3 separate regions of the Mus musculus genome follow, and all the other regions are linked to region 3. Evidence: chromatin contacts called from public promoter capture Hi-C data. All regions are on one chromosome and are shown on one strand. The core of a region is the stretch at or near the end of the contact, and the rest is flanking DNA. Distances in the headings are between cores, read along the strand shown.

Evidence for each region. Promoter capture Hi-C pulls out the DNA fragments that hold promoters and counts their contacts.
Region 1: a contact with region 3 is called in a promoter capture Hi-C map of trophoblast stem cells, with 4 times the contacts expected there. The contact joins the enhancer-like site here to the promoter of Marchf10 in region 3. A contact is called at or near these places in 19 of 39 promoter capture datasets (the 3T3-L1 cell line, 3T3-L1-derived adipocytes, the C10 cell line and 10 more), 6 of 484 Hi-C or Micro-C datasets (the N1E-115 cell line, adipose-derived mesenchymal stem cells, cerebral cortex and 3 more), 5 of 115 datasets of contacts at active chromatin or transcription factors (the NIH/3T3 cell line, bone marrow-derived macrophages, embryonic fibroblasts and 2 more) and 3 of 9 other capture datasets (adipose tissue, embryonic stem cells and pancreatic islet).
Region 2: a contact with region 3 is called in a promoter capture Hi-C map of the C10 cell line. The contact joins the enhancer-like site here to the promoter of Marchf10 in region 3. A contact is called at or near these places in 2 of 39 promoter capture datasets (the C10 cell line and cranial neural crest), 1 of 115 datasets of contacts at active chromatin or transcription factors (the NIH/3T3 cell line) and 1 of 9 other capture datasets (embryonic stem cells).

The regions. Positions count from the first base shown.
Region 1 is chr11:105,917,542-105,921,019 of GRCm38.p6, reverse strand. It overlaps Tanc2 (tetratricopeptide repeat, ankyrin repeat and coiled-coil containing 2), which reads right to left. Exons shown (of 26, transcript NM_181071.3): 25 at 969-1,069. Among named protein-coding and RNA genes, the nearest start is that of Cyb561, 25 kb to the left of the region's middle. Within about 2 kb of position 1,894, at least 8 of the 459 cell types and tissues checked have an H3K27ac peak or open chromatin away from gene starts, as enhancers often do. A contact at or near this core is called in trophoblast stem cells, where this site is marked.
Region 2 is chr11:105,836,518-105,840,001 of GRCm38.p6, reverse strand. The region is part of intron 9 of Tanc2 (tetratricopeptide repeat, ankyrin repeat and coiled-coil containing 2); the gene reads right to left. Among named protein-coding and RNA genes, the nearest start is that of Cyb561, 110 kb to the left of the region's middle. Within about 2 kb of position 1,806, at least 7 of the 459 cell types and tissues checked have an H3K27ac peak or open chromatin away from gene starts, as enhancers often do.
Region 3 is chr11:105,454,890-105,458,574 of GRCm38.p6, reverse strand. It overlaps Marchf10 (membrane associated ring-CH-type finger 10), which reads left to right and starts at 1,840. Exons shown (of 12, transcript NM_172568.2): 1 at 1,840-2,101. The region is part of intron 1 of Gm39417 (a long non-coding RNA gene); the gene reads right to left.

The sequences.
Region 1 (3,478 bases), core at 645-3,144, 460 kb before region 3:
GCCCACATGAGTCAGCTTGCTGATCAGGTGACCGAGAGTGGAGCTGAGCTTACTCCAACAAGACCCTTATTTACAAATGAGGAAATGAACCATGGAGATATTCCTATCCTCCTGACTAAAACTACCTGGGAAGTGGACAACTCACCTAGTGGCAAAGGAACAGTCCCAGACGGAGAGGATGTGACAGCCAACTTTCTATAAAAATGCTATGACTTTAGCTAGATCACTGCTTTCAGTGTCACTAGCTTTGTTTTGATTTTTGCAGACAAATCCCCCCTGGGTTACAGCATCAAATCCCAAACAGTTCCTTTCCATGCATGGGAGAAGGCTGGGTGCTGGGCAGAGGCATCAAGGACAACGATTGGCAGTTCTCAGATCCCTCTGGAGGCTCTGTTACTCAGTGGTCAAAACATAGCAGATGGGCACAAGGAATGGTGCCATCTCAGTCCTGGCAACAGGACCTCGTGTGTGTGTGTGTGTGTGTGTGTGTGTCTGTCTGTCTGTCTGTCTGTCTCTGTGTGTCTGTGTGTGTTTAGGTGAAGAGGGCAATATTTTCAGACTCAGGAGACCCCTCTGTTGAGGACTAAATAATCTGGGAGTCCCCAATGCCTGTAGGAAAGGAAAGGAAGAGTGTGTGACTGTCCTGTTCTTCCTGTTGAGAAGGCACAGGGGAGGTTTGGCTTAAGTGGCTTCCTCTTTACTTCATCATTATCTCGTCATGCCATTGGCTTGAGGCTGAAAAGTGACTGAGCACATGACACAGGCTTCCTGGAAGGAAGTGCCATTTTCCATTTTACCTTTCTCCTAAAGTGCCCAGGAGAAGTGCTGGTTGTGAGCAGTGCCCTGCCTGCAAAGCCTGGCCCTGAGAGTTGGCAAGGGCAGGCACATTGGGTGCACACATCCCAGGGTGGCCTATCACCTTAGACACATTTTCAGACACTGCTGTTTCTCACCCTCCCTTGCCTCACCTGCTGCTGCGTTTTGCCCTTGCTCTCGCATAGTATGCTTCATAAGATTTCGGTTTCAGCTCCAGGGCTTTAGTAGCAAATTCCTCCGCCATTCCAAAATCCTGTCATTACAATAGGTGTGCAGATGAGTCATTGCAGAGATACACAAAAAGACAACTTGGGAATAAAACAAATGGTAAGTACAATCCTTTGACACCGGTCGATGGAATGCCTGGGGCTCATGACACGCCTGCCATGGCTCTACCCATGTGGCCCACAGACTGAAAATTCCCCCTGCCTTCCTCTGCTGTGTGTCTCAGAAAGCACAAACGGAACTTTACTTGTCCAAAGTGTTAAAACACTTTTTGGATTTCTAGCTGTTCTTGATACCCCAGAAGCCAAATGCCAGCCCTCTGTAGTGAGGATCCTAAAGTTGAAAATCTAAACTCTCCATACAAGAGGAGAGACACAGATACCTCAGGTGCCATTCATCCTATTGGTTCTCCTTGCTGCTGTGCTCACAAGACCTTGGCTTCCTAAGGATCACTGAGAATGTACCCCACAGAGTCCAGGAGAAAGGTCTGGGTAACAGCAAAGAGCACTGACTGGAGCCGAGAGGGCCCAGGGATGCCAGCCAGCCAGGCTCAGCTCTCTGGTCTATTCTAACTCAAGTCAGCTGAACATCCTTTACACCGACAGTTCAGCGTAAGGTTAGGCATAAACAACATTTAAGTGCTATGTATACTAGACAAATAGTAGGGTTCCGTACTACATAAATATTCTTCATATTTCAGACACTTCTCTGCCTTGTTCCTTCTATTTGATTCCTTACTTAGGAAACATTAAAAATTTAAAAAATAGATAAAGAAACAAGCAGACTCTGGGTGTGACTGGTTGTGCTGTCCTGGAGACATCCTGGATAAACTCAATCTTGAAGCTACTGGTGTTACCATGACAACCCCGGGGACTAGATTCTGAAGCATGTAATATTGAACAGGCAACACCTGTGGTCCTTAAGATCTCCTTAAATACTAAGTTAAAGTGAAAGGATTTAGTTTTCACTGGAGGTGGTTCTATTTTTTGAAGTTTTGCTATGTACCCCCAGGCTAGCCTAGAACCCTCTAATCTTCCTGCTTCTGCCTCAAAAGTACTGGCGTTTTTTGAGATACATGCCACCATATTTGGCTTAGGTTTTCCTCTTCTTTAAATGACAAAATTATATAGAGCAGGACTGTATTCATAGTTCCTAATGCAGAAAACAGGGTCTAAGAAAGGTCCTGGGCACAGGCAAGGGCTCATCATAAGAGATTGTCTACTGAGGTGCAGGGACTTCTGGTGCTTAGTGTATGGTGGCTCATAGGAGGTAATTACTGGTTTTGTGGGGAAATGGTATGGACTATTTTCCATCCCTCTGGTTTCCTACCTTTCCCTTTACTTATTTGAGAGATAACCATTGTTTCTAAGAGTAGAGCAACTTTTCATCCTTGGTGCTATAGACCTACAGGGGGTCTTGTGCATGCTAAGCAAGAACCTTATGACTGAGCTATGTACCCAAAGCATATGTGTGCGTGTGTGTGTGTATGTATGTATATATATATATATATATATATATATATATATATATATATACACACACACACACACACACACATGTGTATATATATACATATATACATACATACACACACACACACACACACACACACACACATATATATATATATATATATATTTTTTTTTTGGTTTTTCAAGACAGGGTTTCTCTGTGTAGCCCTGGCTGTCCTGGAACCCACTTTGTAGACCAGGCTGGCTTCGAACTCAGAAATCCACCTGCCTCTGCCTCCCAAGTGCTGGGATTAAAGGCATGCGCCACCACCACCCGGCTCCCAAAGCATATTTTTAAAAGCCAATTAACTGCTAGGAAGAAAAGAAGCCAGAAGACTGGCATCCTCTGCTAAGCTTTGCTTCATTCTCAGAGGAGGGCCACAGAGACCTCTGGGACTGATTCCACTGTTCACGTGAGAACCTCAGGCAGGACTTTACTATTGTGCCCCGGATACCTTCCATACTTCCATCTCCACCCAAAAGTTTCTTCCTTGCCCCCACTCCTTTCTGCCTCTGAAGGCAGAGCTGTGTCCTCTGAGATTGCCAAGTCTATCACAGGGCTCTTTCACTGTCAGGTTTCAGGGCTAGAATCAACGATGCAGAAGTGAGATATATGAGTCTTTCTGGACCTGAGAGCAGATCCTTCCCACTGCAGCCAGAACCTTCCTTCTGGACAGGACGCTCTTGACTCTCTAACTGATCAAAACTCCCTACTTGATTTGAATTACATCTGTCTTCTGAGGGCCTGTGAAACCTCTACTGGATGCCAGTGACTGTGTCACGATTGTAAGCACTTCTGGTGTCTGAGATTTTTCTCAGCTCAGGAGTGTCTGCATGACAAAGAAGCACTGGCTAAAACCATGCCTGCAAAGAATCAAGAGCCAAGGACAACTAGGAGGTCTGATAGAGGGCCAGAAGGAATTTTA
Region 2 (3,484 bases), core at 557-3,056, 380 kb before region 3:
TCCCTGTCCAGAGAAGCATGACTTAGAACAGAAAGTAAAAGCAAGTCAGATGTCCATCACAACGAATGGATGAAGTGTGCTATCTCCATACAATGGACTGCTATTTGATGATGAAAGAAAATGAGATACACACATGCTACAACACAGATGATATCACATCAGTTCCCAAAATTTTAAGTATGTTTCTATTTATATAAAATGCTCAGATGAAGAAATCCACACTGATAGGTAAGGGAGGGGCTTTCTGGAGCAGAAAATAGGGAGTTTAAAGGAAAGCAGGGATTTACCACTGAGAGACACATGTTTCTTTTAGTGGGATCAATATTCTAAAATTGAGTTATGGTGACTGTGATACAACCTTTGAATGCATTAAAATGCATAATTGAGCATTTTACTTTGAGATTGAGCATTACCATGTCGGCAGATTTCATTATATACACAGTATAGGTTCACACAGAACTTACAGCAATTGTCCTGCTTCAGCTCCCTGTGTCCTGGGATTACAGGCATGAAATATAATGCTCACATTATATTTATTTGTATGTTGATTTATTTACTCATTTATTTAAGGCTAAGTACTACTTTGTTGCTCAGATTGGTCTCAAATCTTTCTTGATCTTCCTGCTCTGTCTCCTGAGTGCTGGGATTACAGATGTACGCTCAGAACTGAGCATTTTTAGTGGGTATAATAAGATTAAAAAGAAGGAAAAGAATCAGTTTTAAAAATTTTCACTGTTTCCTGCTAGTGGCAAGACCCATCTTTGGATTGAACACAACTCCCTCACCCCAATGAGTTCTGACTTACAGAACTGTAATATACAAGAGCCGTTTCAAACATGGCAATGTGTTTATGCTGCCACCAAAAAAAAATACATGGAGGTCAAGCTTCAAGTGGTACAATAAAGTTTTAGAAATGTAAAATGCATTCATTACCTATTAGAAATGATAAAATCAAACAGGTAAGAAAGAATTTTAAAAACAGGCACACACACACACACAAAAGCAAAAACCCATTTAAAGTTATTGGGTAAACAACAGCTATTAAAAAGAAGGAATAGAAGAAAGTAGTTATATAATTTTGCACCAGTAAAAATAAACTGAGATTTCTTCTATTCACCTGTGATGGAGTAGATTTCTTGGTCACACTGAAATAACTGCAAGGACGAGGGTACAAGAGATGGCAGTGAGGCAGGTCTGAAGAATTGTGTGACACTCTGAGTTGACTTAAAGTTTAGTGAATTCTACATATATTGGGTTACTTTTGTCCATGCATCTATGCTCCTTTGATTGGAATTTGAGTTTTGAGTAATTACTGTGTAAATACTCTTGTCTTTTGGCTACTCTCTTTTGAAGAGGCTCTCCTTTTTTTCTGAGTGGCTTACTTTCCCTTTGGTATTCAGAGAACAGTAAAAATAAAAATGTAAAGATAAGCACAAGTCAGTGTATTCAACAAACTAGCAAAATAGATTTCTAAAAGGAGTAGAGCAAGGACCACTGAATTTAGTAGCAGTTTGGAGGCTTGGCAGCTGCTGACAAATGTCAAATCCAGGTAATTACACAGGAACCTCCAGTGATGGAAACACAGCCATCTATCAAACTGAACTTCCCTACTTATCATACCAGCCTACCTGTAATGGGTGCAATAATATCTGAATTATACAACAGGTCTATTTTCAAAAAATGTTTTTGTTCTTTGTGTGTGTTGGGGGGGGGGTGATGAAAGCAGAGAATGATGGGAGAGTCATATCTGTGAAAGTAGGTGGAAAACAGGATGACAGGTTAGTGTCTGCCTTCACAGTTTTTCTCTACCTTCTAAGGGAAATGACAAGGAGGGGGCAGGCTGTGGAGCTGACTGTGGGGGAAGGAGAGCTATGCAGTGAAGGAATGCAGCCTCAACTGCTCACATCTTTTGCAGCAGTACTGCTCAGTGTGGAGAAGAAAGAACAACAGATGATATACAGAGATAAGTAAAAAACTCTGTAACTTTGCAGTTTTTCATTATTACTACAACTGTATCATGATATCATTATCTGGGGGTTCAGAAAGCCAGTGGGATTCCAAGTAACCCCACTCAAGTTTAATATACATTAATCTGTAGAAAAGTAGGCCACACTTCTGACCTTCTTATTCCTTAACCAAAGAACTTCTGCTGCTGCAGGCAGTATTTGTAGTGTCAGCTCATACAGCAACAGATTCATGCTGAAGAATAGCTTGTAGGCTGGAGAGATGGGTAGGTGGTTAAGAGACTTGTCGTTCTCACAAAGGACTCACGACTGAGGACCCATGACCCAGGATCAATTCCTAGCACCCACATGGCAGTTCACAGCCAACCATAAATCTAGTTCAAGGAGATATGACGTACTCATCTGAAATTAGTGGGTACCAAGCACAGATGTGGTACACATACATATATGTAGGTAAAACATACATATCACACACACACACACACACACACACACACACACACACACACACGTTATAAAAAAAGAAAAGAAAAAAAATTTGGGAGGCAGAGGCAGGTGAATTTCTGAGTTTGAGTTTATAGACCAGCCTGGTCTACAGAGTGAGTTCCAGGACAGCCAGGGCTACACAGAGAAACCCTGTCTTGAAAACCCAAAAATAAAATAAGAAAAAAATTAGCTTGCATCCTTTCAGTAAAATATCATTGACTCTTCTTTAAGAAACACAGGTTTGTTGAGGATGGCAGAGGCAGAAGGTAGATCACCAACAGATTACAATGAAAATTTTGCATAAGGCAATGTTGGTTCTTTGCAGCTCTGATAGATAGTGCCGCCTATTCTATATTCTCCTATTCCCTTTTCTAGTCTTGGAATTTTAACTAAAGGGCAAGATCTAAGCACCAACAGTGGAGAGATTATCTTATAAGTGGGGAATGTTTCATTGTTTTTAGAGATTCCCAAGAGATAAAAGGCAACAGTATTAGAGAATAATAACTAATTATATTTGGAAAATCTGCTTTGGAGAGTATTCAGATTGTTTTCTATTTATTTTTGCTCTCCCAGGTTTATGTGCAGTCCTCAGATAATTTGCTTTTAGACAAAGCAGCTATCCTCGGCTTTGGGATTTATCTTCTGTTAGGCATGATCCTGCCACTGCTATTTTCTACACTGATATACCAAGGAGTCAGAGAAAGTGTTAGCCAGCCATTTTTCTTTCTGGCATACTCAAACAGCTTAACTCCTGTACTACTCAGATAAGCAGTAGTATGGTGTGATAGACAGCTAAGCAATTGAAAGAAAATACTGGGATAGGTGGGGAAATGCGCTGCAAACCATGAAGATCTACTCTTTGAGTCAACATTTCAGCACAGAAGCTATTTTAGGACTCCGTCATTATCACTGTAATTTTTCTATAAAGGACTGAACTCCCTTTCGGGCATGCTGAGTAAGTACTGTCACCAAGCGACATTCTTATCCCTAAAGCCATTCTCAACGATTAGCCAGTCATACTTCCTTTTGCAGAC
Region 3 (3,685 bases), core at 591-3,090:
ACCACTACTACTATCATCTCTGAGTTAGGTCCTTGGTCTCTAAGAAAAAGCTTCCCGCTTCTCATTTTACTGCAATCCCCACAACCCCCCTCCCCCCACACAGAGTCTCTGACAGAGTGAGGAGGTTTCCCTAGAAGGCCCTCACTTCCTCTAAGAACTGGGATTTCAGGCATCTGCCATCACATCCACTCTAAGGATCAAACCCAGAGCTTCATGCCAGACAGGCACTGAGCTACATCCCAGAAAGTGTCTCAAACTTGGGGGTCCTTAATTATAGTCCTTTGAACAGCAAAGACCATGGAAAGAGGTTCCATGGTATGTCTTTACCAGTCAACGATTTAATAGAGAATCTTTGTTAGCCGGCTGAGAACAAGACTAGAACATGGTGTTGCAGGTAAAAAGTACCTGCCACCAAGCCCGACAAGCCGGGTTTGGTCACTGGGAGCCACACGGTAGGAGAGAACAGACTTCAGCAAACTGACCTCCCCTTCCCTGCACTGGGGCATGTTTGCCCTCTCACACATCCAATAAAAATAAGATGTAATAAAAATCTTTAAACATACTAAAAATAGAAAATGGTTTGGAAAGGGAGAGCAATGAAGGTCAGATGAGAAAGAGCCCAAAACAAAGACTTCCCCAAGGCATATTTTGTCTAGACTCTGTGTTGCTCAAGATACGTCTTAGAAGTTGGCGTGAAGGTGAGAAGGAGGGTTTGGCATGTCCTAGAGCCGCAACTGGCAAGAAATGACTCAAGGACAAAACCAAGAAAGCAAGTCCTGGGGAACAAATAGGGACAGTCACAGTCCAGAGTCTGGGGCTCACTTCTTAGGCAGTGCTGGAGTCTGAGAGTGGCTTGTTGGTGATTAAGACATGGGACCTAGGCTGTTTACGTGGCACAGGGAGAGGTGGACCTGGGGTACGACTGACAGGGGCTCAGAGCGTCCTTGCAAGGTTCAAACATCAATCCAGTTTAGAGACCACTGAGTCCTAAATTAGGGGTGGTAGTGATAAGAATAGAAAGGGTGTCATACTGCAAACACAAAGCCACCACCTGAATGTGGGCTTACAGGGGCTGCATAGAAGTCTCCTGGACCCCAGACATGTGGAGACTCTGGGACACTGGTGAAAGTTCCAACAATTTCTATTGTCCATCTTCTTTGCTCTCCGCCCAATCTAAAATGCCCTTAGGTGACATCAGTCAGCAAGGTACTAAGTACCTAAATATGCAAAAGAAATAGAAGACTCAAGGCTGCCTATTAGCCCCTCAGTGAAAAATAAACGCAGCCTAGAAACAGTGATGTAAACCAAGAACCTGGTGGGCACTGGTCTAAACCTCCAAGCTCCTCTCTCCTGGAGAAGCCCGTAATGACTACTGTTAACTAAGAGGCTAGCTTTCGGGCTCCGTTCTGAAGCTGATCGGGTGCCTCCCTTAATTGTTTATTTCTGCTCTGAGGTTGGATCGGAACATTCTGCCTGAGATCCCTGTATAACAACCATTTCAAAGAGTGCAGTATCTTTTCTTCTTTTCATTTATTCCCTTTACTGTTTTATTTAATTTTTTTTCCTCTCCCATTTTCTAATCTTCATCTTATAAGAAACAACACTGAGTCTGGGCGTGAACACAGACAAAATCAGAGTGCCTATTCCTAGAGCATCTCTTCCAAGCCAGCCGCCATCACTGCTTTCCTTTCTCAACTGCATCCCTTCTCGTTCCCACGGCAACCGGCAGAGCCGCCCACGTGTGGACTCAGGACCCCCGGGGCCGTAGCCCTGCCCCACCCCCACGATCCACGTTCCCTCGCGACTAGCGGCACAGGCTCCGCGCGAGGAGGGAGGCACGGTTGCCAAGGAAACGGGAGGACGCCAGGCAGCCGCCCCCACCGTCTCCACCCCAAGAAAGGCCGGAGGCCGCGGCGGACAGCTGCCTCCCGGGAGGAGAAGGAAGAGGGCCCTCTAGAAGGAGGGAAGACAGTGAGGTGTGGGGGAGGAAGAGGAGCCCAGGACCGGCCCCACGCACGATTGATGGGCGGCTCTTCGCCCACCCGCTCCGCCCCGCGGCCCCTTTAGCCCCTTGTGAGGGGTGAAAGTGCTGATCCCCAAGGTAACGGGCGCCTGCCCCAGCCTTCCCAGAACTGAGGATCAACTATACCTTTAAAACTTAAAAGATTCTGAAGGGAAATCAGACCTCTTAGCGCCCCTCTCTTCTTCGGGCTAACAGTAGCTCCAGTTTGTTTCTACCTCAAAGGAACAGATTTAACTGGAGTCTAGTTGGTTTTTGTACACTGGTAGTTCCATCACCCCCAACTGCCGCACAGCTACATTGGTCTACAATCCAGGAAACAGCTTTTGAATGTGGAAACGATGGTATTATTAATGGTAGAACCCAATCGCTTGTCAAACTTGTGATGTTCTTTTCATTTTTCCAATTACACAGTCTCTGCTCTGGGCTTAATAGTCTGTGTGTGTTAGCTAGGTCTCTCATACACCCCTTTTACACAACCATTATTTCCTACGTTAAATTGGAACAGTCACCCTTTCTTGACACCACCCTGCCTCAAGCCCTCAGCCTCTGAAAAGTATAAACCGAGCCTAAGTCACTAAACTTATATTCAGCACAAGTTTAAAAAATGATATTAAAAAAAACTAAGATTTTTTTCCAAACTAAAATTGAAACAAATCCTGTAATCCTTGACATTACAAATGAATTCATTGTGGAAAAGATTAAAGTCTTCTGAAACTCTTCTTCTAAGCAGCCAATCATAGACATGGAGGAATTTATAGACCTGATTGTCAGGTAGTAACACAGCTACTTATATCTTGCCTCAAATGAAGCTTCAGTATAGAGAGGTTAAATTTACATTTTGCTTATTTGCCAAAATCAAGACAGTATAGTTTTAATGATATTTCACAGAGCGAGCATTGCAAGAAAACGGTAAGACAGCTTATTTTAAAAGCACTTCTTTCAGGTCAGGTGTGGTTTTTATCTTTTGTTTTTTGTTTTTTTTTTTTTTTTGACAAATGTAGTCACAGAAAAAGGAGACAGCATGTACACAGGCATGCACATGTGCATGTATGCACACATGTGTGATACTTTTAGAGACTGGAAAGGAATGTAGTCTGTCCTTATTCCTGCTCTCCTTAGTCAGGGTGTCTCAGTCTGAATTCCCTGGAAATTTATGCTAGAGAGGAATTCAAATGTCACAGAGTTCTTAGAATATTCCTCATTGAAATTTCACAGATGCGTGGAATTTTGAGGCCTTGGCAGAATCACTCGCTTCCTCTCCCCACCTCACACACCTCCTCATCCCTGGCCCTTTCCCTCTCCTTAGCATGGCATCGCACACCAATTTCTAAAACACAAACTTGATCCAGTGCTTTGTCACCAGAAGCTTGCAACAAACATACACATGATCATGCGTGATTTTCAGAACGAGAAGCAATTCAAAGGTGAGACTAGAAGACAGCACCGGTTGCGATCTCGGAATTGTGCCTGGCCCACGTTCCCCCCCCCCCCTTCGCAAGCACTCTAGCACCTGCCTCTATCTGAAAAACAAAACAAAACAAAACAAAATCCTTGGCTTCAAATGGCCATCTGGTTGAGAAGGTCCACAAAAAGGCACTCTTGAGTATTAAGCATGATTTCCTCTGGATTTATTCCTATGTAGTTATTTCTATTTCTCATTCA